2 separate regions of the Sus scrofa genome follow, and region 2 is linked to region 1. A link is a contact called in public Hi-C data. All regions are on one chromosome and are shown on one strand. The core of a region is the stretch at or near the end of the contact, and the rest is flanking DNA. Distances in the headings are between cores, read along the strand shown. Region 1 overlaps MTHFD2 (bifunctional methylenetetrahydrofolate dehydrogenase/cyclohydrolase, mitochondrial). Region 2 has its middle 15 kb from the start of ACTG2.

Evidence for each region. A called contact is a pair of places that touch in the nucleus more often than the background predicts.
Region 2: a contact with region 1 is called in a Hi-C map of embryonic fibroblasts, with 2.9 times the contacts expected there. A contact is called at or near these places in 1 of 5 promoter capture datasets (fetal liver), 1 of 47 Hi-C or Micro-C datasets (embryonic fibroblasts) and 1 of 2 datasets of targeted methods (alveolar macrophages).

What each region holds. Positions count from the first base shown.
Region 1 is chr3:68,822,731-68,828,975 of Sscrofa11.1, forward strand. MTHFD2 (bifunctional methylenetetrahydrofolate dehydrogenase/cyclohydrolase, mitochondrial) reads right to left here. Exons shown (of 8, transcript XM_021087362.1): 2 at 5,769-5,953; 3 at 3,425-3,547; 4 at 2,731-2,883; 5 at 2,193-2,300; 6 at 680-772; 7 at 1-80. Among named protein-coding and RNA genes, the nearest start is that of MTHFD2, 7.8 kb to the right of the region's middle.
Region 2 is chr3:69,134,094-69,139,720 of Sscrofa11.1, forward strand. No RefSeq gene overlaps it. Among named protein-coding and RNA genes, the nearest start is that of ACTG2, 15 kb to the left of the region's middle.

The DNA of each region.
Region 1 (6,245 bases), core at 3,536-6,035:
ATCTTGAATTCTATTTATTCCTACATCAATGACAGCTGCTCCTTCCTTGATCATATCTTCTGTAATCAGATTTGGAATGCCTGGAAACAAAGGTAGAATGACCAATTTAGCACTGAAAAGAAGTTTCCACCTATCAGATTCTTATCTAATTCCAATTTGAAGAAATGTTTTACAAGCTCATTTGGCTCAGTGGGTTAAGAACCCAACTAGTATCCATGAGACACAGGTTTCATCCCTGACCTCACTCAGTGGGTTAAGGATCCAGCGTTGCCGTGAGCTGTATTATAGGTCACAGACTCAGCTCGGATCCTGCGTTGCTGTGGCTGTGGTGTAGGCCGGTGGCTACAGCTCTGATTCGACCCCTAGCCAGGGAACCTCCATATGCCATGGGTGTGGCCATAAAAAGAAAAACAAAACAAAACAAAAAAACATTTAAACTTCATATAGTAAACAGAAATATTTTGAGGCTGTGGAAGTAGCATTGATCCCTCAAGTCCATAATGGAATGCCAGAAACCAGTATTCCAACTGTAATTCTCTCCTCATCTTTGTAAGCAGTTCACATTATCAATCCTAGGGGAATAATGAATAGACCAGCAGTGCAGCAAGTGAATTTGAAAGTGAAGGGTCCATCTCCATCCTCTGAGGTGGTGCCTCCACCCCCTCCCTGAGGCGCTTACCTGCAGCAGAGATCACAATATCTGCAAGAGCGGTGTGTTTCTTCAGCTGCTCCCTGGGAGTGTATCGGTGAGATATTGTGACAGTGGCATCACCTATGAGTTAAGAGATAGATGTCTTGGTTTCTGAATCAAAGCTGGGATCAGATTAGATCTCAACGAGGCAAAGCATGGTAGAAATTCAACATCTCTGAAAAAATAATTGACTTAATTCCTGGGCCATGTTTTCTAGGCTGCCACATGATATTTACAAAAACAAAAAACAAACCAAAAAACCCACCTCAATTTCTTGTAACTTTACCAAGCTCTACCCTTAGGAGCCATAGATATATCATTAGATATATTCCTTATCCTTTGATAGTCTTTCTAAACAAAATGTCACTAGAATTACTCAAGGACATCTCTTTTTTTATTTTTTTGGCTTTTTTAGGGCCACACCCGTGACATATGGAAGTTCCTAGGCCAAGGGTGGAATCAGAGCTGCAGCTGCTGGCCTACATCACAGCCATAGTGACGCCAGATCCAAGCTGGTCTGAGGTCTACATCACAGCTCACAGCAACAATGGATCCTTAACCTGCTGAGTGGGGTGAGGGACTGAACCCACATCCTCATGGACACTAGTCAGGTCCACTACCACTGAGCCCTGAAGAGAACCAAGGACTTCTCTTAAAAGCATGCTGAAAGATAGCTGGAAATATTTAGTTTCACCATTATTTCTGATATAATCATTATGGTCATATCATAACCACACATGACAACTCTATTTTGAGGCTTTTTCTTAAATTAATGGAACCTGACATAATGACACATAAGCCATATCAATTCAATTCTTTAAAATCAGAGTTCCCATCGTGGAGCAGTGGAAACGAATCCAACTAGGAACCACAAGGTGGCAGGTTCAATCCCTAGCCTCGCTCAGTGGGTTAAGGATCCAGCATTGCTGGAAACTGTGGTGTAGGTTGCAGACACGGCTGGATCCCAAGTTGCTGTGGCTGTGGCGCAGGCTGGCAGCTACAGCTCCGATTCGACCCCTAGCCTGGGAACCTCCATATACCATGGGTGCAGCCCTGAAAAGACAAAAAAAAAAAAAAAAAAAGCCAAAAAATAAAATAAAATAAAAATTTTAAAAATGCTTTAAAATGGTCTAAGATTTTTTTCTACCAAATGGCACAGACCAGGATACAAACTTGGAATAAGAACTTGTTCTTAGCTCCAACTCTCAAAGCCGTAACTGAACTTTCTAATTGCCTACAACCATGCTGATACTTCAAAACACAAATTTATTTCTCAGGCAGATCTATTTCTGAACTAGTCCATCCTAAATGAATATAAATAAACTCCAGGTGATACCGAGCCCAGCTTCTCCTACAAAGATTACTCCCCAATTATCTGTTAACAAAATTACAACAAACATGAAGCTTAACGAAGTTAACACTTCCAAATAGCCACAGGGCAGCCTCTGGAGGTTCTCCCATAAGAGAGAAGGGGACACTCATGTGACAGCAATTTCCTTACCTCCGGGTCGCTCATGCGCCCCATCTGTGTGCAATAACATTGCAATGGGCATGCCAACGTTTTTTGATCTTCCAGCCACAACCACATTCTTCCCTAGGGTTGGAATGCCTGCAAAAAATATACAATTTGCATTTAGGATTGTGCCAGATTATCTTAGAAAGAGCACCTGAGGAAAAGGAAGGCTGATGGCCTAGGATGTGACTCTAATTGTGATAATGAAGGAAGTCACTACGCTTATTGCCTTAGCAGTCACCCGGACTATCACTTGCTACACATGATGGAGGCTCAAAGGACATGTTCTGTCAAGCTAGAAAATGCTACATGAATGTGCTATTAAGCTTAAGGTTCCCTCAGAGGTTTCTGGATTAAACAGGAGAAACAGTTGTAGGCATTGCTAAGAGAGAGCTAGGCTCTAGGGAGAAGGATGAGAAGACATAGGGTGGGAGTTTCCACTCTTTGCTACTCTGTGGGTTTTTACCATTTGTAAGTAGTGCTTTTGTGGTACTGAGACAGACATCCAGTTATGGGATATACCTACCAGTTCGCTTAATTATTTCCCACACACCCCATGGAGTAGCCGGTAACATGGAATTCTGGTCCAAGCACATTCGCCCGACGTTAATTACATGAAAGCCATCGACATCCTTGTCTGGAGAAACAGCATTGCAGATCCTTCTCTCATCAATGTGCTCTGAAAAAGAAATCCAAGTGGTGGTTTTAAGTCACTGCCACACAGTTAGCACTGCTTGACTCCGGCTTATCTGGTTTGCTGCAAAAACCCATTCTCCTTCTCCAACGTGCCCCCGTGACGTCTCTCTTCATCTGTGCACAAGGAACACACACCTAGCAAAGTCAAATGCTGAGATCAAAGCCAGGGTCCTCTTGTACCACAGCTTCCCTTCCCTGTCCTTTGCATCAAGATCTCAATACCAGAGTTCCCTTGCGGTGCAGCGGGTTAAGCATCTGGCGTTGTCCCTGTAGCAGCTTGGGTCGATGCCGTGGCACAAGTTTGATCCCTGGTCCAGGAACTTCCACATACTGTGGGTGCAGCCAAAACAATAAATTAATGAATTAAAAATTAAAAAAAAAAATCTGCCCCATATCTGATGACATATCTACTCTTGAGTTTAACTCCCCTTTGAGTCAAATCCACCCGAGGGGCCAGTTGTATAAAGGAAACAGGCCTCTGCACTCCTCAGAGATCATTTTAAATGGTGGTGTCCAAAACTCACCTGGAAGAGGCAGCTGAACAAGGAGGCCGTCTACATTATCATCATTGTTTAGTTTACTGATTAAACTCAACAGTTCTTCCTCTGAAATTGAAGCTGGTTTCATAATTGTCTCACTGCTGATTCCTACAAGAAAATTTCAAAGTTTAAAAAAGAAACCCATGTAGGAGTTCCCATTGTGGCTCAATGGTTAACGAATCCGACTAGGAACCATGAGGTTGCGGGTTTGATCCCTGGCCTTGCTCAGTGGGTTAAGGATCCGGCGTTGCCGCGAGCTGTGGTGTAGGTTGCAGATGAAGCTTGGATCCTGCGTTGCTGTGGCTATGGTGTAGGCCGGCGGCTACAGCTCTGATGAGACAGACGCCTAGCCTGGGAACCTCCATATGCTGCAGAAGCGGCCCTAGAAAAGCCAAAAAGACAAAAAAAAAAGAAAGCCATGTAAACCAGCTTTGATAGAAAAAATAAAAATCATTTAAAAAATTAAAAAAAAAAAAAAGCCCAGAGGCAGGAATTCCCATTGTGGCTCAGTGGGTTAAGAACCCAACTAGGATACAGGTTCTATCACTGGCCTTGCTCAGTGGGTTAAGTATCCAGCATTGCTACAAGCTGTGGTGTAGGTCACAGATACAGCCTGGATCCTGAGTTGCTATAGCTATGGTGTAGGCCAGCAGCTGCAGCTCCAATTTGACCCCTAGTATGGAAACTTCCATATGCCCCAGGTGCAGCCCTAAAAAGAAAAAAAGGAAAAAAAAAAAAAAAAAAAAAGAGACATTTATTGAGGCAATGCTATGCTGCCTGCCACACTACCGGCTAGGTTTTTTTTTGTCATCATACCCACCCTGGTAGCTAAAAAGCTTGAGCAGGCTCACAAAGAATCTTAACTAACTTCTCTAATACAGACATTAAAGAATCCTAGTTTGATACTTTTTATACATTATTCTAGATGATCCTCATCAACCTCCTTTTCTAGACAAGGCTCAGCAAAACTGAACCACAAGCTGGCTAGTGACAAAGCCAATCTTTCCAGTTCCAAAATCCATGTTGTTCCCACTGTGCCATGCTACCTCCCATCCAGTGTCTTAATGGTTTACTATTTTCTAGAGGTTCTAAAGGTTTTTCAGTGAAAAGGGCAGGAGGCCTCAACCCTCAATGATAAAGAACAGAATACACCAAGGGCTCACAGTCCACTAATACTACCCAGATATGCCAGTGGTTTCACACCCCTTAGAAGAGCAGGGCACAGTGCTAAGACCAGTGACTCACATATAAGTGGCAGGCATCAGTTGAGCCTACCCTCCTCTGGTCTACGGTCATCCAGTCTGCAATATAGTAAAGCCAAGAACACAGACCTCCTGTCACTCAGACCTGCACCCTCTGCATCCAAACCTCCAACTACTTCGAAATGCATGACTGAATTGCTTTGGAATGAACTGGTGGGGAAATTGAAGGCTATTTCAAAGAAGTCAGAGTCATTTCCTTCAAATCCATGACTGTGTTCTAGGCCACATCACCAAGGTCTCCTCCACCAAGTGCTCAAACACCTCTTTCAGGGATTCATTACTGCTCAAGGAAAGCAGATGTACACTTGTATTCAAGGTCACCTATCGAAGGTTAAGACTAGGGCAGAATTTAGCTTACATCCCAGAAGACACCAAAAATACCAACCATATTCCTTCTGTCCTAGTCTCTAAGCCTCCCCCAAATACAGCCTGAATCTTTATGACAAATATTAGACACAGCTCAATCACATTAACTTCTTCTGCTTGGGTTTTCAAATCAGAAAAAGAATAATATAAAATAGATAACTAACAAGGACCTATTGTATTGCACAGGGAACTCTACTCAATAATCTGGGAGTTCCCATTGCGGCTCAGTGGGTAAGAACCTGAGACGGTATCCATGAGGATGCAGGTTCAATCCCTGGCCTTGCTCAGTGAGTTAAGGATCCAGTGTTGCCACAAGCTGTGGCATAGATTACATATGCAACTTGGATCCTGTGGTGCTATGGCTCTGGCATAGGCCAGCAGCTGTGGCTCCAATTTGACCCCTAGCCTGGGAACCTCCATATGCTGCAAGTGTGGCCCTAAAAAAAATGAAAAATACAAAAATTTTTAAAATAAAAATTCTGTAATAATCTGTATGGGAAAATAACCTGAAAAAGAATAGAGAGACATTTTTCACTTTGCTGTGTACCTGAAACTAACACATTGTAAAGCAAGTATATGCCAATAAAATTTTTTTAAATTTAAATAATAAAAAAATAGAAAAAGGAATAATGAACTACAATAGGGTTTGCCTTGGATAAATCTCGATTTAAAAGCTGGCGGGGTCTGAGAGTGACACATACCCACATCGGCAGCTGTTCTGGTTTTGTTGAGGACATAAGAGTGACTTGCAGGGTTCTCACCAACCAGGACCACACTCAGGTGTGGTCGCTTGTTGCCTGATGCCACCCACTCCTCCACCTCCTGCCGCACTTCCTGCTTGATCTGCTCAGCAAGCTTCTTTCCAGAAATGACAACAGCTTCACTTCTGCAGAATGCAACAGAGACACAAGAATTTTGGGAAAGATCAGACTACAAAAATGTTGTTGCTGGTTTTTTTGTTTGTTTTTTGTTTGTTTTTTTGTTTTTGTTTTGTCTTTTCTAGGGCCACACCCACAGCATATGGAGGTTCCCAGACTAGGGGTCGAATTGGAGCTATATCCATTGGCCAACGTCACAGCCACAGTAAGGCAAATCCAAGCCATGTCTGCAACCTACACCACAGCTCACAGCAATGCCGGATCCTTAACCCACTGAGCAAGGCCAGGGATTGAACCCAC
Region 2 (5,627 bases), core at 3,013-5,512, 310 kb after region 1:
ATTTGTGTGGTACCGAATGCTGAATAACTCCAAGAAAGTTCACTTCCCCCAGCTCTCTCGAAACAAGATCAACAGCCCCAGTGTTCATAAACACGAGGCCAATCTCTAACTAGAGCCCAGTTGTGGTCCTCCATTGCCCAGACAATTTTTAAAATGAACTAAATAGAGCATCCATGGGGGCTTTTTGCCTCTTGAGTTTTTAATGCTTCTTCTGAACGATGGACTCCAATCTCCAGTTTTATTTATTAATTGCATCTATTATTTATTATTTTATTCCTTGGACTTGGTTCTGTTTAGATAGAGCCAGAGTCTCGTTTATTCTTCTTGAATAAGGTCAACTTGTGCCTCCCCTAACACACATTAAAAGTCTATTTTTTTAAAATTGGTTATTCTACCTAAGTTCTATGCCAGCTCCTTAACACTTCATGCAAATCCAGGATTCTCAGATCAGCATTTGACACAAGGATAAGATGGTCTTTAAATTCCACCACATGAGTTCCCGTCATGGCTCAGTGGAAACGAATCTGACTAGTATCTATGAGGACACAGGTTTGATCCCTAGCCTCTCTCAGCAGGTTAAGGATCCAGCGTTGCTGTGAGCTGTGGTGTAGGCCGGCGGCTACAGCTCCGGTTCGACCCCTAGCCTGGGACCCTCCATATGCCAAGGTTTTGGCTCTAAAACAAACAAACAAACAAATGAAAAATTCCACCACAAGTCACTGCTATAAGGTTTGCCTACAGTGGAAAGAATAATATCATATTGTCTGCAATTTTTTTTTTTTTTGGTCTTTTTGCCATTTCTTGCGCCGCTCCCTCAGCATATGGAGGTTCCCAGGCTAGGGGTCTAATCGGAGCTGTAGCTGCCAGCCACAGACACAGCAACTCGGGATCCGAGCCGCGTCTGCAACCTACACTACAGCTCACGGCAACGCAGGATCGTTAACCCACTCAGCAAGGGCAGGGATCGAACCTGCAACCTCATGGTTCCTAGTCTGATTCGTTAACCACTGCGCCACGACGGGAACTCCTGTCTGCAAATTTTATTGACCTCTCCTCAGTCTGGCCCATGGACAAATTGATTCGGCACTGCTACTCTACCTCATGGGCTAGAATAGGGAGAACAACTTTCCTGAGGGCTGATCCAGACTGAGCTCTGACAGCAGTACTTTTCCACTCATTAAAAAAAAAAAATCTGATACTATCTTTGGATGAGTTCATCGCATAGCCGCTTGCTATTTTTTTTTTTAAATGTAGGAATTCTCTTCTACTCCACTGATATGGCTTTATTTTCCTGGACAAAAAAATGGTCTCTATATACAACAGACCCTATTAGCTAATTATGAAGAGAGAAGGGCTACAGATCAAAATCTCCAACATTAAAGTTATTACCTAAGTAGGTAGTTCCATGTTATCCCCAAGTTCATAAGTGAGGAGACAACCCCACTGTCCAAAATTTGATTCCCCAAATTTGCTGTACAGAAACACTTTGTCGTGGTTACTGCAAGTCCCTTTTCTGCTGTAAAGTGGGAATCGGTGTACCAAGTGGGCCACGGGCTCTCTTACTCCACCTTGGTGAGCTGCGTTAAAACGAAACAAAAACCCTTTGAAAGTCGAGAGCCTCAGATCTTACTTAGCCACCAATTAAGAATGGCAGCTAAACCCCAGGTCCTTGCCAAAGATTATAATTCCAAGTTCGCTGTCACTAAATATTTATTAAAACGGCACCAAAGAGAAAACTGGAGTTGTTTAAAATCCATGCAGTCCATCTGCATTCTCAGATATGACAAAATACGTCCCTAGGTTAAACCAGATTCACAGACAGCTGGGTATCTGAGCTGAACTATGCTGCCTAGCTCCACCCCACCCCCTTTCCAGTAGAATTACTACATATTGTGCTTCAGTGAGATGCGATCTTTTATATGGAAAAGCATAACCCTCTATGTGCTGTTTGGGTTTATTACACAAATGTTTATAATATCCACAACATCACACATCATGTGCCCTAGTTGTGGGGGGATGGTAAGTGGTCATGGTTTACTGTTTCGCTCTATAACTGGATCTGCTTTGCTGTATCCTTGTAGTCTATATTCCTTTGTCCCTACATTCAATTAACTTTCTCTTGGTAATATTTTACATATCCTGGAAAACCTTCCTACTAGGTATCCAGAGTCTAGCATGGGGCTTGGCACTTAGTAGCCACATAGTAAATATTTGTTGAAATAATTAAAAGTGAAATACAAAAAATTATAGAGTATAAATTAAGTACTAAAAGTGGAGTATAAATAAAGATGAAAACATTCACTTCTCCCTAACTTGGGTTCCCTCAGTATTCACTCATGGAGTTGGTGTTCATCCTGTGTACACTCATCAGTTATGAAGAAATTGCTCCTGTGCTCTTTCATGGGACTATAGTTTCTTTTTTCTTTTTATGGCCATATTTGTGGCATATGGAAGTTTCTGGGGCTAGGAGTCAAATTGGAGCTGTAGGTGCAGGCCTGTGCCACAGCCACAGCAACACTGGATCCAAGCTACATCCATGACTTACACCACAGCTTGCAGCAATCCCAGATCCTTAACCCACTGAGTGAGGCTAGGGATCAAACCCCTATCCTTACAAAGACTAAGTAGAGTTTTTAACCGCTGAACCACAATGGGAACTCCAAGTTGCTTTATATTACTCCATCATTTTCTCCCTGAAGACAGAGTTTACTTCCTCTGTATGTATTTTGAAGAATACGCTGCACAAGCAGGTGCTTAATAAATCCAAGTTAAATAAATGACCATGGCCTGGATGTGTGACCCACCTTTGGGGGAGTGAAAGTGTTACTACCCAACAGTCCACCTGCTATTATCTAAAGCCAATAGCATTGGTGTTTCCATTTATGTGTTATTAGCTTGCTTACTTTGGGTCACTGGCCACAGTGATGATGGCAGGCCCTACCTTTTTCTTCCAGGCACTTATTGTAGACATCTATTGCTTTTGCCTGCCCAGCATCCATTCTTCCCTTAATGCCATCATTTTTCTTTGCAGAATGAATGTTCCCTCACTCCCAGTGCATGTAGTTCAGATGGGGTATAGACACATAACCTAGGACGGGAAATCAGAGTTTTCCATCCCCTTGGCCACAGTGGTTGGCCCAAAGACGAAGGCATGACAAAGCCATGACCAAAGTCATGACCCAACGACTCAATGACAGGACTTGTTGGAACTCCTGGACCCAGAATTTCTCTTTTTCCTGCTGGACTTACCAAGACAGTAGGATATAAACCCAAAACTGTCAAAGCTACCATATTGGAAAAACCTAATTAAATGAAAAACCTAATTAAATGAGTACATAAGAGCCAAGAGAACAACACAGAATAAGTCTTGATGACCATAGGTATGGGATTCGGCTGTGTCTAAACACCAGTTTGAATTCAGTTTTCTGTCATTGCAATGAAAATAATTCAAACCAACACTGGGTTTTGTTCCCATTATATGGTCTCTTCCTAGGCCAAGGCCAAGGGCCATATCAAAGACCTGGTGCTTATAGAGTAACACTGGGACTGGGGACTAAAATACTTGTGTGAACTTACCCTGAGTCCACCATGGTTCAATTAAAAATAATTTAAAACTCCTATGCCATGGAAATGTATAGAATACCAAGCTGGGTGAAAGAAGTTCTAGACACAGATGTTTAAGCAGGGGGCAGGGATGTGAAGAACTGTTCAAGGAGGCAAAGGGATCAATGCTATAGATGGCGTCAACCATATCTTGATGGAATCGTGGTCTGGTATGACACTATTGGGTTTTTTTAAAAGGCAAAGGGAGATGAAGCGAGGAGACCAAGGGGTAGGGAAGCTAACTCTAGGCAATGACTGAGGAATATTAAGAACAGGCTTACTTCCTTTAGTCTAAGTTGATGGTTGCACTTTCTTCACCCATCAATAACCCATTACTGTTTGTCCAACACAAGTAGCATACTATATTTTCACTCAGGCCCAGGAAAATAATGGAAATAACCCCGGGCCACTGTAGGAGTTCTTTTTTGGAGGAGGCTGAGGTGGGCAAAAGAAATCCTTCACTAGGAACTGAGCACAGAGGAGATTTGCTAAGAAGCCCAGATGGATGCACAGGAGTTCTTCAGGCCATAGCCCAAAAGTCTCTCTTCTTTCGGTCAATTCTTTCTCGGCTTTCCACCCTCCAGGTTTTGTCCAAAGATCTCTGCTGGCCTTTGCAGCAAGGTTTATGTTGAATGGGTTCCAGTGGTGAGGTCACCCTCATGGAAGGTTTCCATATATGACATGCCTCTGCTGCTGTGCCCAAGAGCATTCCTAAGGCCCTTTCACTGATGCTGTCCAAGAATAAGGTCTTGGCTGGATTCCCACACTGAAGGGGCAGTAGAGCTTTGGTTTCTGAAAATAGTAGGCATTGTCCTGTCTCTCCAATTACAAAAGCAATACATGTTCTCTGTAGAATATTTGGAAAATTGAAAAAAAGCATAGAGGGGGGAAAAAGAAAGCCTTCATGCCATAATTCTATCACCTACAGAAAACCAATATTAACATTTTGGTGTATTTCTTTCTCATAGTTTTAATGAATACATATATCTATATATATTTTAAGAAGGCAGTATTGCATTGTGGTTGCGTGTGGGTTTGGAAGTCTGACACCACTCATTTGGAGTTCTGTGGCCTTCAGCAACTTCAGAAAAGAACTCCCACAGTGGCCCAGGATTATTTTTGTCTTTTTCCTGGGTCTGAGTGAGAATGTAGTATGTTTCCTGTGTTGAACAAATAGTAGTGGGTTATTAGTGGGTGAAAGAAGTGGAAATATCACCTAGACTAAAGGAAGTAAGACTATTCTTAGACACTCCTCTGTCACTCCCTGTAGTTAGCTTCCTTTTCTCCAGGGAGTCCTCTCTTCACCTCAGTTTGCCTTTAAAAAGCCAATAGCATCATATTGAAGCACAATTCTGTCAAGATAGGGTCCATGCCATCTACAGCATTGTCTTACCCCCTTGAACAGTAAAGTTTGCTAATTCTTCATCTAGTCCTCCACCAGTACACTAATAATTTATCATGTTACCCAATAACAAAATTTCCCCCAATAGTCTTCATCTTTCCATTTTTAAAAATGGTTATTCCACTTACTGAAGAATCATTTTTTGATGATTTTTAAGTTAAAAAAATGAAATTTTTGTAGACTTGTATTTAAATTTATGGGTTATTTAAAGAGGAATTAACATCTTTAAAGCATTGAGACTATTCCTCATGGAATATGGAACGTCCATCTTTCCATTTATTTTTTCCATATCCCTCTGCACAGCTTCGTGTTCTTTACATAAGTCCTGCATGTTTCCTATTAATTGTGTTCCACGATATTTTATCGTTTTTGGTTGCTAGGGTGAAAGAGAAATCATTTTCACCCGGCCACAACTAGCTATTGACTGTACTAGAAAGCTACTTTAGAAGTTTTATATATATCTTTTAATGGACAACTTTGCAGCTATTTCTTATTAGGCCTGTTTTTTGCTTGTTTGTTTGTTTGGTTTTTTTTTTTTTTTTTTTTTTTTTGGCTACCCCACGGCACATGGAATTCCCAGGCCAGGGATCAGATCTGAGCCACAGTTGCAACCTACGTTGTA